2 separate regions of the Bicyclus anynana genome follow, and region 1 is linked to region 2. Evidence: chromatin contacts called from public Hi-C data. All regions are on one chromosome and are shown on one strand. The core of a region is the stretch at or near the end of the contact, and the rest is flanking DNA. Distances in the headings are between cores, read along the strand shown. Region 1 overlaps LOC112058347 (protein doublesex). Region 2 has its middle 28 kb from the start of LOC112058384.

The links. Hi-C and Micro-C count contacts between places; a contact is called where the count stands out from the background.
Region 1: a contact with region 2 is called in a Hi-C map of whole larva, with 2.2 times the contacts expected there. The contact joins two enhancer-like sites.

The regions. Positions count from the first base shown.
Region 1 is chr21:7,677,113-7,684,523 of ilBicAnyn1.1, reverse strand. It overlaps LOC112058347 (protein doublesex), which reads left to right. Exons shown (of 5, transcript XR_008251952.1): 2 at 553-696. Among protein-coding and RNA genes, the nearest start is that of LOC112058347, 83 kb to the left of the region's middle. Within about 2 kb of position 2,218, at least 2 of the 8 cell types and tissues checked have open chromatin away from gene starts, as enhancers often do.
Region 2 is chr21:7,523,447-7,530,608 of ilBicAnyn1.1, reverse strand. No RefSeq gene overlaps it. Among protein-coding and RNA genes, the nearest start is that of LOC112058384, 28 kb to the right of the region's middle. Within about 2 kb of position 3,043, at least 6 of the 8 cell types and tissues checked have open chromatin away from gene starts, as enhancers often do.

The DNA of each region.
Region 1 (7,411 bases), core at 969-3,468, 150 kb before region 2:
ATATTTCCATTTCCCTCCAACTAGTCGGGAAAGACTGCATTAGGAGTGGGTACGACAATAGTCCAACGGCGTGGGTAACGAACCTCCACCCCTTGTTGATGAGTTCAACTGTTTTACCGTTGAGCTATTGAGGTTTATGATCACTGTAAGACTACAGTGATCATTAACTCGTATGCTAGTGATAATGACTGATTTTGCGAACGGTCACTGTCAGATGTTTGATGTGTTTAATTAACCAATTCCCCAACTGCGGGCTGCGGATATTTTTCTACTAAGAATATCTGGGAAGAAAAGAATACTCCATATATCTTATACTAACTAAAGTAACTTTGTAATGTTAAGGGTACATTACTAAGTTACTTTAGTAGGGGTATATATCCTAAAAACAATTAAAATTAAAAATTTTGATAGATACCGGGATTTCCTTCAGTAATATTGACCCCAATCACTTCACAGGACAGAAAGTATTTTCTTTTCGGTTCGCGAATACAATATGCTCAATTTTTTTTTTTGATAACACTTTGTAACATAAATTCTTTTCTTTCTTTTCAGCGGTGTCACTGGAGACCCTAGTTGAAAACTGTCATAAGCTCCTAGAAAAATTCCACTATTCGTGGGAGATGATGCCCCTCGTGCTAGTCATCCTCAACTACGCGGGCAGCGATCTGGAGGAGGCGTCACGGAAGATTGACGAAGGTAAGCGCTGGCGAAGGACAACGAATCTTTTTTAGTAACCTCGTTATGAACGGTCTCGTCGGGTAATAAATCATTTCTATTTGTCACTTACCATATGAAGTCACTTAGTGATGAAGGGTACGTAACAATAAAATAAATGTATCAATAAGTAACGTTAATTTTTTCAACGCATTGTACTTTGTTCATAAGCTTTACCGAGCTAACAAATGTTTGATATTAAACTATATTTAAGGGTTTTATGTTTCTTAAAAGTCTATTCTACCATAAAATAAAAACCTGAAAATTAAATATTTACTTCGGCATTCTTCTAATGCTTGAACCCGATTCCTTTTATGAGTTTTCTTATTAAAGTATAAATTATGTAACTGTTCACACCACTTCAGCAAATATCCGTTTACCGATAACTGTTCCGGTGCGTTGCATAATCCTGTCTCTATTGATTTATTTATCGAAGAGACAGTTCATAACGAGTTTACTATTTTAAGTTTTTCGCAGAGGCTTTAAATACAGTAAAGTGACAGAACTAACGCGTTTGTGTGTGTAAACTAAATGAATGTTAGTAAAGCAGAAACGCATTGTTAAGTTATTTCAGTGTGTGTATAAGTAATATAGAAACATGTTTACTAAAACATCGTTGCTAACCAGTCACAGGCAAATGATAATTTAAAAATATGTTTCCGTTCTGCTAACACTCCTTTAGTTTTACACTCTAACGGGGTTTTCAAACGCCTGTCTGTACACTTTATGTCTAAAAGCCCATGACTAATTTTATAAGAAAAAAAATTAAAAGACAGACTAATGGTGAAAGCATAGACGGAGTTCCTAAAAACATGCTCATTGAGTCGGTAACTTTTGAGAGCGGTAACTTCTATTGGATCGAGAGCCACATTTTAGGATAGCTAAAATTTCGTCAGTCTAGTATAGAAGTTATGGACTTTGGACCACAGTAGCTTTAGAAGGTTTCAAGGTTCCAGATGCTGAATTGTCTAAATTTGAAACATAATTTGTTTATTTTATTCACCGGTAATTTGTTATGAGGAATCATTTCTCAAATCGCCAGATCTTTAGTATCGTGGCAACATTGCCACTTTTGGGGACATGATTTCTCATATTATACCGAAGAAAATATAAAAAAGATACGTTTTATAGTTTACCCTTAGAAACCGTTAGAGGTATGGTATGAATAAAGTTGTACCTCTTCCAAGTTAGCCCTCTTACACCTTAGTGCATTGTCACTTCACATCAGCTGAGATCGCATGGCTAACTTGTCTTTAAATAAAAAAAAATATAGGCTGAAAGTTTGTTATCCTTCCTAAAATGTTTAATGCAGGCTCTGTATATAATATATCCTCTGGAACATTCTAGAACTCGAAAAACTTATTCAAAGATGAGGCCCGTAAATATCATTTTGACAAGCATGGAAATCGTTAATAAAAACCCGCAGTTTTATATTATGGACAGAACAATTCTCTTCCTGCTATGTTTTCCTTTTAGTCTGTGCTTTATAACTTGATTGGGATTTTTTGTATGAATAAAACTCGTCACTAATTAACGTTTGAGCTCGACGTACATAAAATACCAACGTTCCAAGCTGCCATTTTAGGGTTCCGTAGAAAAAAATAAAAGAGGGTTTCTTTTTTGTCTTTTAAGTAGGTACGTCGGTCCGTAGTTTAATTTAAACGCTCTTTGCATCATATTAATAAGTTGCAATTTAGCATAATTATACAATATACATATCGACGTTTCGTTGCATGTCGACAAAAAAAAACACCATTTTTTATTTGTTTAACATTTTTTAGAGTTACCTCGATTTTAGATAAAAATTATTTTTCCATTCATTTAATACACAATGTTGGTAATATAATAGTGCAATTTGGGATTGTTAATACCTGTTCTGCCACGTAATACCACGACTTTATTGTGACCAAACTTGTGAAATAAGAAATATTTCATGCCTTAGATTGAAGGTGGTTTTTGCTAGTCACTTTAGTATGTCCATACTACTTTACTGTTGTTTTTGTTATCTAATAACCAATTTATAATTACGAGTACCTTTCTACGGAACCCTACACTAACGTGGCTCACGCCCTTAGCTGGTTTTCAAAGTTTTAATTCACGATTATAGCCGAGTTTTATTAAAGACATACGCATGCATTGCAAATGTAAAGTTAAGTTAAGTTTAATTAATACAATATTATTATTTTTAATTACTTAATTGAATTTTTAATTTATGTTTAGCGTTAAAATGCTATGCGAAAGTGATTTCTAGTAGTGTGACTCAAAAAGCATTGAGATGGTCATAAATAGTTAAATAATTTCGAACAATATTTAGACAATAGCTATCTAGCTACTAATCTAGCCTATACAAAACATATTATGATTTTTTTATGAAAAAAAAACCAGCTTTTCAAGCATAGCATATTTATTCTCCAAAATTGCATAAACACCTGTCTACATTAGTGATGATTTAACTAATTTACCAAAGTGACTAATCGCTTGTTCGTGAAATTACCAAAAAAGAGTAATTTCAACGGCTTCATTTCTATGCGCGATCACACCTTCTGAAGTTTTCTGTATTCTGAGTTATGAGAAAAATAAAAATGGCGAATAGTATATGTCAAAGATTTCATTGCTCTATACGAGTACAAGCTATTATTGAAGCAGGTTGCGGCCTTCGCTTTCCTCCGAGAGAGCGATAGACGGTTGTTGCAATGTTTGCCTCAAAGTTACATATTCTGTGGTCCGGTCTCGAGTTACCTATGAGAGTGTTACCGTATCACCATACTTTAGCACCGACTTAGTAACCCGCATACCGTGTTACAAAAGCGTTTTACCTCAAAACTAAAGTAATAATAAGAAAAGGTAGAACATTGAAAAGCTTACATTATTTTTGATTAGTGATTAGTATGTAGCTACAGATCAGGAGGTGCTTGGTTCGACTCCTGGATCGTACAATATTGAGCTTCTTACAAGAAGTTAGTAATAAACCAAACCAATCCTTTCCCCCTCCCCCCTCCCCCCTCTATACGTAGGGAGGCTCTGAAAATAATGAAAATGATGTCATTATTTGAACGTGGGCATCCCTACAGATGACCACATCACTTCTAGCCATGTAACGATCTCTTTCGTTTCTCTTTATACAAACGCTAACGCTCCTAATTAAAAAAATAATACGTAATAATTATTCTGTATCGATCTACCGATTTTAAATCGCCCGGACGTGGACTCCAGCCACGATCACGGGGGTGACAACTAATCTCACCAATTCGATCCTAATGTCTCTATGCCAATGCCCAAATCTCACGCACTAAATCTATTAACTCTCCCTAAAAGTTTTCGTTTTCTCTAAGTTTTTCTTGCCCTTGAAATATAGTCTGGCAGAGACTTCTGAGGGCCTAGTGGCAGTTTGATACCGTGACGATCACGTTAACGTAAACGCGCATTTCTAAGGAATTAAAACAGCGCCATCTAGTGGCACTAGTGCACAACTGTTTCAATTCCATATAAATTCGCGTTTACGTTAACGCGATAGTAACAATATGAAAATATTGAAAACTCCCACTAGGCACACTGAACTCGCTACACTGAGATGATGCTGCTGCGGGTTAATAAAGCAGCCTACGGCAGATATCTATCACAATATTACAGTGTGTTTAACTCGATGTTTGTCAAAAAAGTGTTTCAAAATCATTTTTTTTTATTCAGTGGGAACTTATATTAATTTAAATTCGACATAATACATTTTCGATATTGTTTTTTTACATTATTATAAAAAAGTAATGGTATTAGTAATCTAAAATTAAACTAAAATTTTACCAATTAACTCATGCACCTTTTATATAATTATCATCCACTGCAGCCGTCTTATTAAATATCAAAGTACTTAAACATTAATTTTGTTACGACATAAAGACAAACAAACAATAAACACTTTATAATAAGGAATATTTTATATACTTAATGTGATGTTCAATCGTGGAGAACAAAAATTTATTTTTGCTGACTTGAACCTCTTAACAATAGGTCGTTTTATGAAACTCGTCCTGAACCATCTCAATACTTTTTGCCTTTTGATTTTATAATAAATAACATAATTGCCGTATTTCTTTTTAATTGTACATATTTTTGATATTGTTTGGTGGTGTTTTATTGTACTGTATTCTGTATCTAATTTTTTCGTTTTTCTAGCGAAATAATAAATTTCGCTAGAAAAACGTGTTTGTATTCTTGGCGTCATATAATGGTTGAAAAAAAAAACGGTGCAACTTTTTAATTTTTGTTTATAATTAATAGTATGTAGGTGTAGGTAGGTACTAACTAATAATGAAATTTAATAAATAAGTTTTTTTAATTTTACCACTAAATATTTTTTAAAGTATAAATCGTTTATTTTTAAAATGGTAAATAATTATTAGTTAAATATAAAAGATGAGTTTTCAAAATTCTACCCTTAACAAGCATTAAAGTTTCAAGTAAACGTATAAAATAGGTATAGCTTAATAGATTATAATAATACATGTAGTATGTGGTGTACTGCACAGAACATAAGAGCCTTTTAGCTTTCCCTAGAGATTAAGCTGAATAACTCTTCACAACCCCGCAATAAATCCTTAAGTACTGTTACTTCAGATACTCTTACCTACTTAAAATATCACCTTAGTATCAAACTATAGTACAGTATATCTATCTGCTTTAACCACCACACATGCATAAAAAAATGCCCTTTTCCCTTCACCTATATTATTGAAATATCTTTAAGGCAAGGCAAGCGTGATGTAATACCTCATCACTGCTTTCCATCAGTCATGATTCAAACGCAAGCCTTGAGATCATAAAAACACTAATAAAGGTCCGTTTATATCTACAGACATTTAGCGTGCCAGACACGTGCCGTGGCAGACAAAATAATATTCTTACATACAGTGTTACGCACAGACGTTGACAGACACGAAGACACGAGCCGCGCCCGGCCAGTATTCGCGGAAAGAATATTTTCTGTGCGGTTCATGTCTGTAGAGTCCTTTTTATGAACCTGAAATAAAATTGACTACGCCTTCCACAAATGACAATAAGACCGTCATTACCAAATGACAGTGAGCGCCATTAACACAATAGAGCCGCGTCTGGGGACTTCTTTCATGAAAAGGACTGTGTCTCTATCTACCTTGCTGGGCAGTGTAAATAGATGGTTTCTGTGGGTGTCTGCCACTCTACTTGTCTGTGACGCACTGTGTCTGTATATATAAACGGACGTTAACGTGGGGTGGCGGACTTCAAGTGTAAATATTTGATTTTATCATTATCAGATGTTACAAATGAAAGAAATTTAGGTATAATCCCGGTAATCTAGTCCATCAGGTGAGATTAGCTTAATAATAATATTAACAAAGGGCTTTTAAAAAATTAAATATCATGTGTCTTAATCGGTGAAGGAAAACATCGTGAGGAAACCTGCATACCAGAGAATTATCTTAATTCTCTGCGTGTGTGAAGTCTGCCAATCCGGATTGGGCTAGCGTGGTAGACTATTGGCCTAACCCCTCTCATTCTGAGAGGAGACTCGAGCTCAGCAGTGAGCCGAATATGGGTTGATGACGACGAATGTCTTCCCACTCATAATGTTATAAAATAAGTTAAATAAAACCTAACACTGATTCTATGTCCAAAGAATCACTGGCTTAGATTCCTTTGCCAAGAAAACTAATTCCAAATATTCAAGAGATTCCGTAACGAGAGATAGTGTTAATGATAAATCACCACCAAACATTCTTCAGTAATTTGACGCTTTTATTAAAAAAAAATATTGTTTTTAAAAAGTTTAAATACCTACAGAAGTCGGTTAAAAATGGTTTTGATTTAAAAGCGTCAAATTGCATAGCGAATAATTCATAAGGCAGATAAAGAAATGACTGGCCAATGAATGAAATGTTCATTCGTCAATCTGCTAGCGTTACTGATTTATTGTGGTTTAAAAAGTCTTTTGCTAGTGTTAAGAATTTTCATTTATTCTGATATATTTTTTTTTATAATTTTAACATATATTGTAACAGCTCCGTGTTGACGTTATTACACTTCACTAGGCCTATGATGCATCAACGGTATATTTCGTGTAGAGAGAGACGTATTGTGGACCAATAGCGGCTCAATTGAAAATGTCACTTTGTGGTGGGACGAAAGAGAAAACGATATTTTCGATGTCGCTACCATTCCTCGATAATATGTCTATTTCTCTTCGTTACATATCTCATAGCGCTGGATCGTAAAGCCTATGCGTATTGGTCTAATAAGCAGCCCTAAAATTTTACCTGACGCATGAATCAGTTTTTCAGATGCCATATTAGTAAAAACTTTTGGTCAAGCTATAACAGTTTTCAATCGTTTACTGGTAGAGGGGTAACACTTGACTCTAACAAAAAATAGCACTTAAAACGTTAATATTTTACAAACGGATCCCTAAAATAGTAGTAGAAGACCCCTCATATCTTTCAAAAACCTATCTAACGCTATCCCACACTATGAGATAAACGTGTAAACAAAAATCATCCACATTTTGCAACAAAAAAAAAAGAAAATGACAGACAGACAGACTGACATGGCGAAACTATAAGGACGGAATCCTTAAAATGTGTTAGTAACATTCATTACCGTCACGGGTCACGATATCAACATATTAAGCGGACGCGTTACTGACACACACATTTTAATCGAATCGTTA
Region 2 (7,162 bases), core at 1,794-4,293:
TGAAGGAAAACATCGTGAGGAAAAAACCTGCATACCTGAGAATTTTCTTAATTCTCTGCGTGTGTGAAATCTGCCAATCCGCATTGAGCCAGCGTGGTCGACTATATACCTTACCCCTCTCATTTTGAGAGGAGACTCGAGCCCAGCAGTGAGCCGAATATAGGTTGATGACGACGACGACACCTTCATTTAGGTGTTCTAAAAGTTGTTTCAAAAGTCTTCAGTTCAGTTCTTATGAACACATAAGGAGCCTTTTGAAACAACTGTTTAAGATACACACATAACATAACAATATTATATGTGTATCTTGTAGTCTCTATGTGGTTAAATGAAGTTGTGATAATTAAAAAATAAATACAATCCATTACTGTTAGTGTCTGTTAATCGCAGACTGCCGCAAGAAACGCACTTATCTGAAAACGCCAATGTAGGTATCTACTTCACACCGCAGGAATTGACTTTATCGCATCTACTCAAAGTAGAAAATATTCACATTTCTTACACGCAATTGAAATATTTGATCAATATTAAAAGAGGACATTCCAAGTTTTTCGCAAGTTGCTCGATCGGTATGCATTGATTAAAAGCGATTCATTACTGTCAGTGTAAAATTCGTCGCAATGATTAGCACAAGAACGTATAAAGAGTTTTGCCGAGCCAATGACGACGCTCGGTTTGTTGTTCCCGCACTCTAAAGGGCAAGAAGGCATACCACTGGTTCTTCTGATTGCAATGACGAGTGCAACCGCCATATTTGAGGCCGTGAATGTCGCTCACGTATCAGCTTTTTTAGGTAAATAAAAAAGTGTCGTTTAGACAGAGCATAAATCATCTGTCAACGCTTATAAGGCGACGATGAAGTTTCACCGCAGAACGCCGTAGGAAACGCGCGGTGGTACTAAAAATGGCAGTGATTTACCGTATTGGAGCTGACAAAAACGTGCATTTTTAATTCAGCTGTAGCGACAAACTTTGAATCTTCCACAGCGAAAACGTTTCATTTCATTTATGGTCAAACACGTCTCATTACTCTGTAATGTAAACTTAAAGACTGGCACGACGCACGCAATGTTGAAAATGTGTTTTTTCTTCAAATTTTTCTAAAGTCACAGCTGCGCCAAAAACGTAATCAAAAATCTTAATGAATATTATATTAGTAATATCGGATACTTTGGATTTCTTCAATGTGATAATGCTTAATTTATTATCTCTTTTCATGGACTTGTAACGAAAAACTGACTGACTGACATATCTTAATAACATGCTCTTACTAATATATCATTAGCACCCTATTTTAATCAGGCCCAACGAAGGGCAGGACATTTCTTGTAGGAAAGCCGATTTGGATTTGGACTCCTCTACACAAAAGCGGGATGGCAAGCTTGTCAATGGCTGGATTGATCGATCACTGACAGAATAATAATTAATATATTAATTATAATGATTGGGAGTGATTGCTCAATTTAATTTCTGAGATAAGGAGGTGAGGGTGTAACTAAAAACTTCCCAGCTATGGGCTGTGATTGTTAATTTATTGGAAGAAAGAAATGTTGAGTATTTCATAGTTGAGGATTCGTAAACAGGAACTCATGATCCAAAGCCACAATGGCTAACTGACCTAAGCCAAAATGTATTCATTTAAGTGGCGTGCACACAGTTTTTAACCAGAGTAGGGACTGCACCATAAATGTACAAAATGGAAAATTCCTTCTTCAAAACAGCTTCGTAATGTAGCTTCAGAGGGTAGGCAATGAATATTCGCGTCTATGAAGTGCACGACAATGTTTATAGTTTGCAAGCACTTTCGAAACGTCAGGTTCGGTGAGGTCGATTATTAGGTTTTTTTTTCTTTAAAAAAATATTATTATTAAATTGTATTAGGAATGGGTACGACAGTAGATCAATGGGGCGAGAATCGAACCTGTTGAGCTGTTGAGGCAATTAGTGATGATTAATTAGTCGAAAACTTAAAATTATAGTGACGATTATAGCGCCTTGGTCTTGCTCACTGGCTGAGTTCAGCCAGGTTTTTTCTTTTTTAGTTTATCATTGACTTACAATATTATAAGTAGCCAGTCATATCATTACGAATACAAAGCATAACTGAAACTAAAAAAAATTAAAGTGCATGATACTTTTTTACTCATAATTAATTTGGGTCTCTACATTTTTAAAAGTCAAGGATATTTGGCGACACTGTTCTGTATCTATGTTTGGCTAGGCTATAAAAAGCTGATATGTATAATAGTGGACCCTTCTACTAAAGGCCTGTGCACACCACGTTTTTTAAACGCTCCGTTGACGCGCGTTTTAGAAACGTGCGTCGATGGCACGCTTTTATTCTATACTAGCGGACGCCCGCGACTTCGTCCGCGTGAAACACTACTACTACTACTACTACCCTACCCTACTCCCACTCTAAAGCTACTCTACCAGGGGATGAGTAGGGACCCAACCCCACCCCTACCTTACCCCTAATTTTACTCCTACCCTAACCCTACCAAAGCCCTGCCCTACCCTACTCCTACCATACCCCTACCCTACCCCTACCCTAATCCTACCATACCCCTACCCTACCACGCGACGGAAGCTTAAAAAATGGAGTAACTTCTCCCGTTTTCCCAACATTTCCCTTCACTACTCTGCTCCTAGATTGTAGCGTGATGAAAAGTATACTAAAACCTGCCCAGGAGTATAAAGAATAATTGTACCTACTAAGTTTCGTTAAAATCCGTCGAGTAGTTTTTGTTTCTATAAAGAACATACAGTCAGACAGACAGACAGACAAAAGTTTTACTGATTCCATTTTTGGCATCAGTATCGATCACTAATCACCCCCTGATAGTTATTTTGGAAATATATTGCATATACAGAATTGACCACTCTACAGATTTATTATAAATATAGATAGAGTAGATTGTTGTCGTTTGTATTAATACACACGCGCTTTAGCTTCGCGTTTGTATCGCTACAAAAAGGCCTTAAGTGTTGTCTTTGACCAACTTTAAAAGTGGCAACATTTTCCGCGCGCTGTTGGCTCGCGACCGGATCGCAACATTGTTGCGGGTTGCAGTTTTTATACGGCCGGCCGGTATGATCCTGCCTCGATACATTGGCACATTGACCGACATTTTTAACCGGCTTTGCGAAAGAAAGTTATTTATTCCTATGACGTTTTATTGCATTTGTTTATTTTATATTTGTTATATTGTTGGTTGTCACCATAATCATCATCATATCAGCCGATGGACGTCCACTGCAGGTCATAGGCGTTTTGCAGGGACTTCCAAACATCACGATCCTAAGCCGCCTGTATCCAGCGAATTCTAGTGCAACCGCCGCTTTCTAGTGCGGGGTCGCCATTCCTTGGGACCGTGGGACCCCAACGTCCATCGGCTCTTCGAACTATGTACCCCGCCCATTGCCACTTCAGCATTTTTTAGGACATTTTTATTAAATCGGGTAATCTTAATGAAAGAATAAATAATTAACGTATGTAAAACCTTCGTCTACAAAACAAATAAAACATTATTTATAAAAATAGTATCATAATACAATGGTAATTTAATTCGCAATATTTTACAAAAATCAGGTCCTCAAAATATTAATTACAGCAGCATTGAAAATAAAAATAATAAAAAAATAAAAAAATATAACTAACCTAATTAAGTAGGATGTTCCTTTGTAACTTTAAGCAGATAAAATCTATTCTAATATTATATATATATATAAAGCTGAAGAGTTTTTTTGTTTGATTGAACGCGCTAATCTCAGGAACTACTGCTCCGATTTGAAAAATTCTTTCTGTATTAGATAGCCCATTTATTGAGGAAGGCTATAGGCTATCTTTTATCCCCGTATTCCTACGGGAAAGGAAACCACGCGGGTAAAACCGCGCGGCGTCAGCTAGTGTCTCATAAAGAGCTGGGGCGTAAGATTTGCACAATATTAGTCAAGTTCCTAGAGACTTAGGATGTATGTTGTTCAAGTTTTGTTTTTGTTACAATACGGTTTGACATGTCAACATGTTATATGAGTTGAGCTGAGTTTGTTGTGGTCTGTTCTCGGTCCAAGGCGATTTTGGAACCTTCGTAACTTTAATTTTAAGTTTTCGACTATTATTACCACCATTAGATTAATGCACATTTGAAAAAAGTTGACGTCGTGCGTCGTTCCCTCGCTCTAAGGTTGCCAACTTTTTTTTACAAGAAATAAAGTATATTCTGGTCTGAAGATTATTAAACAGTATTTTAGAAAAACGAACATTTTCTTTTCAAAAATGTAACCATTCCATCAGTATTTTCTTATGACGTTGTCACGCTCAACTATCGTCAGTAAACCGACTTTACAGACAACCTATTTTTTATAAAACATCAAACACCAATACACTGTGAGCGTAGTATATTGTTGTTTCGCGTGCAGCCATACCTGTTGCTATCCGTGTGTAACTGAACCACGGACGTATAGAAAACTAGAAATAATATATATTTGTTGCAACTCTACCGGCACTATTAGGAATGCTACATTATAAACGAAACGGGTCAATTAAGGATTTATCATCATCATCATCATTATCAACCCACATTCGGCTCACTGCTGAGCTCGAGTCTCCTCTCAGAATGAGAGCGGTTAGGCCGATAGTCTACCACGTTGGCCCAATGCGGATTGGCTGACTACACACACGCAGAAAATTAAGAAAATTCTCTGGTATGTAGGTTTCCTCACGATGTTTTTCCTTTACCGTTTGAGACACGTGATATTTAATTTCTTAAAATGCACACTACTAAAAAGTTGAAGGTGCATGCCCCGGACCGGATTCGAACCCACACCATCCGGAATCGGAGGCAGAGGTCATATCCACTGGGCTATCACGGCTCAAGGATTTATATTATCTATGAATTAATCGACTTGACCTTATTGAGCTGCTGAGAATCGCTTGAAGCAAACGACTTCAGGACTTGTTTGGAAGAATTCATCAAGAAAATCGGCCTCCATGGCGCAGTGGTATTGGTATAAAGTGGTGGATTTACAAGCCGAAGGTCCTGGTTTCGATCCCCGGCTAGGCCGATTGAAGTTTTCTTAATTGGTCCAGTTGTGGGTGGTGGGAGGCTACCGCGTACCACCAAGCTTTTTAGCGTACTATGTTGTGTAGAAACTTAAAGGTTCATCCTATTCTTAACAAATTAGCCCGCTTCTATCTTAAACTGCATCATCAATATTCATCGGATGTAATTGTAGTCAAAGGCTAACTTGGAAAGTAAACGTAAATCTTGATAATTTACTTTCTTAGCTAACAATTTAGAAGTTCATCAACATAATTATAAGGTCTACTTTAGTAATATTTCGACCGTGGCTTAGTAAATACGCGCCAGTAAGCAATTAGGTAATCTGTTATGATACGACTAGTCAGTCGAAAACGAAGATTTAGTTGTCTATAACAAAAAAATACAAGTAGAACTACCTAGACAGAAAATATAATAGTACAGCAAGTACTTCTGTTTAGCTAGAGCTCATGAAGTCTTAGGTTCAAGAACAGAGTCGGAGTATGAAAATAAGATTGTGTAGGTATTTGATATTGGGATCCTTTGCATATATAGGCAAGATAGTTGGAAAAAGGACACCAGGGCGACAGTGACGTAAATGGATGGACTATAAGGAGTGGACCAAGAGTAATTACAGCCAGCTGATCGCCAAAGGGAAATGCCCATTCTCGGTCCAGCCTACCCTTACCGTCCAGCAACTTGCTTATATTCAAAAAAATCTAGATAATTCTACGTTAATAATGAAATTATTACTTTATCAAAAAAGATTGCAACAATGTTTTACGACATTTCTTATAATTCTGCTTTAATTTGTCCACAACGGGGACAAGCCTGGATATTATGATATTTATTTTGAGACTTAGTATTACTTTGTTTGTTCGTTTTCTTACTTATCATAAACTTGTACCTTTTCCAAGTAAGCCCGAATTCATTTTAGATTGCATTACCATTACCATTAGATAAAATCGCAGTCAAGCGCTTATAAAAGAATGAAAAAAAAAGACAGCCCCGTAACCATGAAAAATGATAAATGATGATAAAAATCCGACACGGACATAGTGTGAAATAGATCCAGACCCTACTTTTCCATATCAGAATTCAGACTAGTCAATGATTCGGATCTTATTCCGATCAGATACAGTGCAAAAAATTCCAACTTAACAGAAACGAGAAAGAACATGCCATCAAGCCTTTACATTTTAAGATTTATTACTATTACCCCCTTTTGTAGTAATTAAGTTATGTTTTAAATATGGATGTGTCCCTTTTTTGTTTTTAGTATAAACTGTTGAAGTTTTAAACTTGTTCTAATTCATAAGTTTGTCGCGCAATGCAGGGAGAGCCGCAAGATTTATAAGAAAGACTAGCCTCTACCCAAAACTATTTTCTTAGTCTTGGTGACACTTGTTGTTCTTTATGTAAGTACTTGTATCACGAAATGAAGATTTTTTAATTGTCAAGGTACACTTGTTATAAGTATTTTCAAATTTAAAAACGACAATAAATGTGTTATTTAACATTGAGTCGTTTACGCCCAAAACAGTTAAGACATTCATTTCTCAGCTTCCGTCAATTAAAGATATTTTTAAATAACATATTTTTGGAGTTTAACTTACGAGAGTTATACAAGTAAATACCGCGTGTACACGTATGTATTGCGCAATTTTAGAAGTAGAATAAGAAATACTTTACTGCACACAAAAACACAATAATAAATAAAACATTAAAAATGATCAACTTAAATTAAACATGCAAAGGCGTCCTTATGACCAGGCAACCCTTTACGAGAGAACTTGTGAAGAGCGATACTGAAATAATTAAATTAATTGCAAAGCGAACAAGCTTCAACTCCATACTAATAATTATAATAAGGTAAAGTTTATGGTATAGTAGGTGGTAATCTTTGGATCTAATGAACCGATCTAGAAAATCACTAGTGAGCCATGTTATTTCTGAGTGTCATGGGCTATATATTATCCTCATATACGTATGTGAACGGAACTACACGGGTGAAACCGCGGTGCGTCGACTAGTTTAAATATCATCATCATCATCATCTCCTTACCCTTATCCCACTTCGGAAAAATATGTCAATCTTTTCCATTCGTGTCTGTATTACT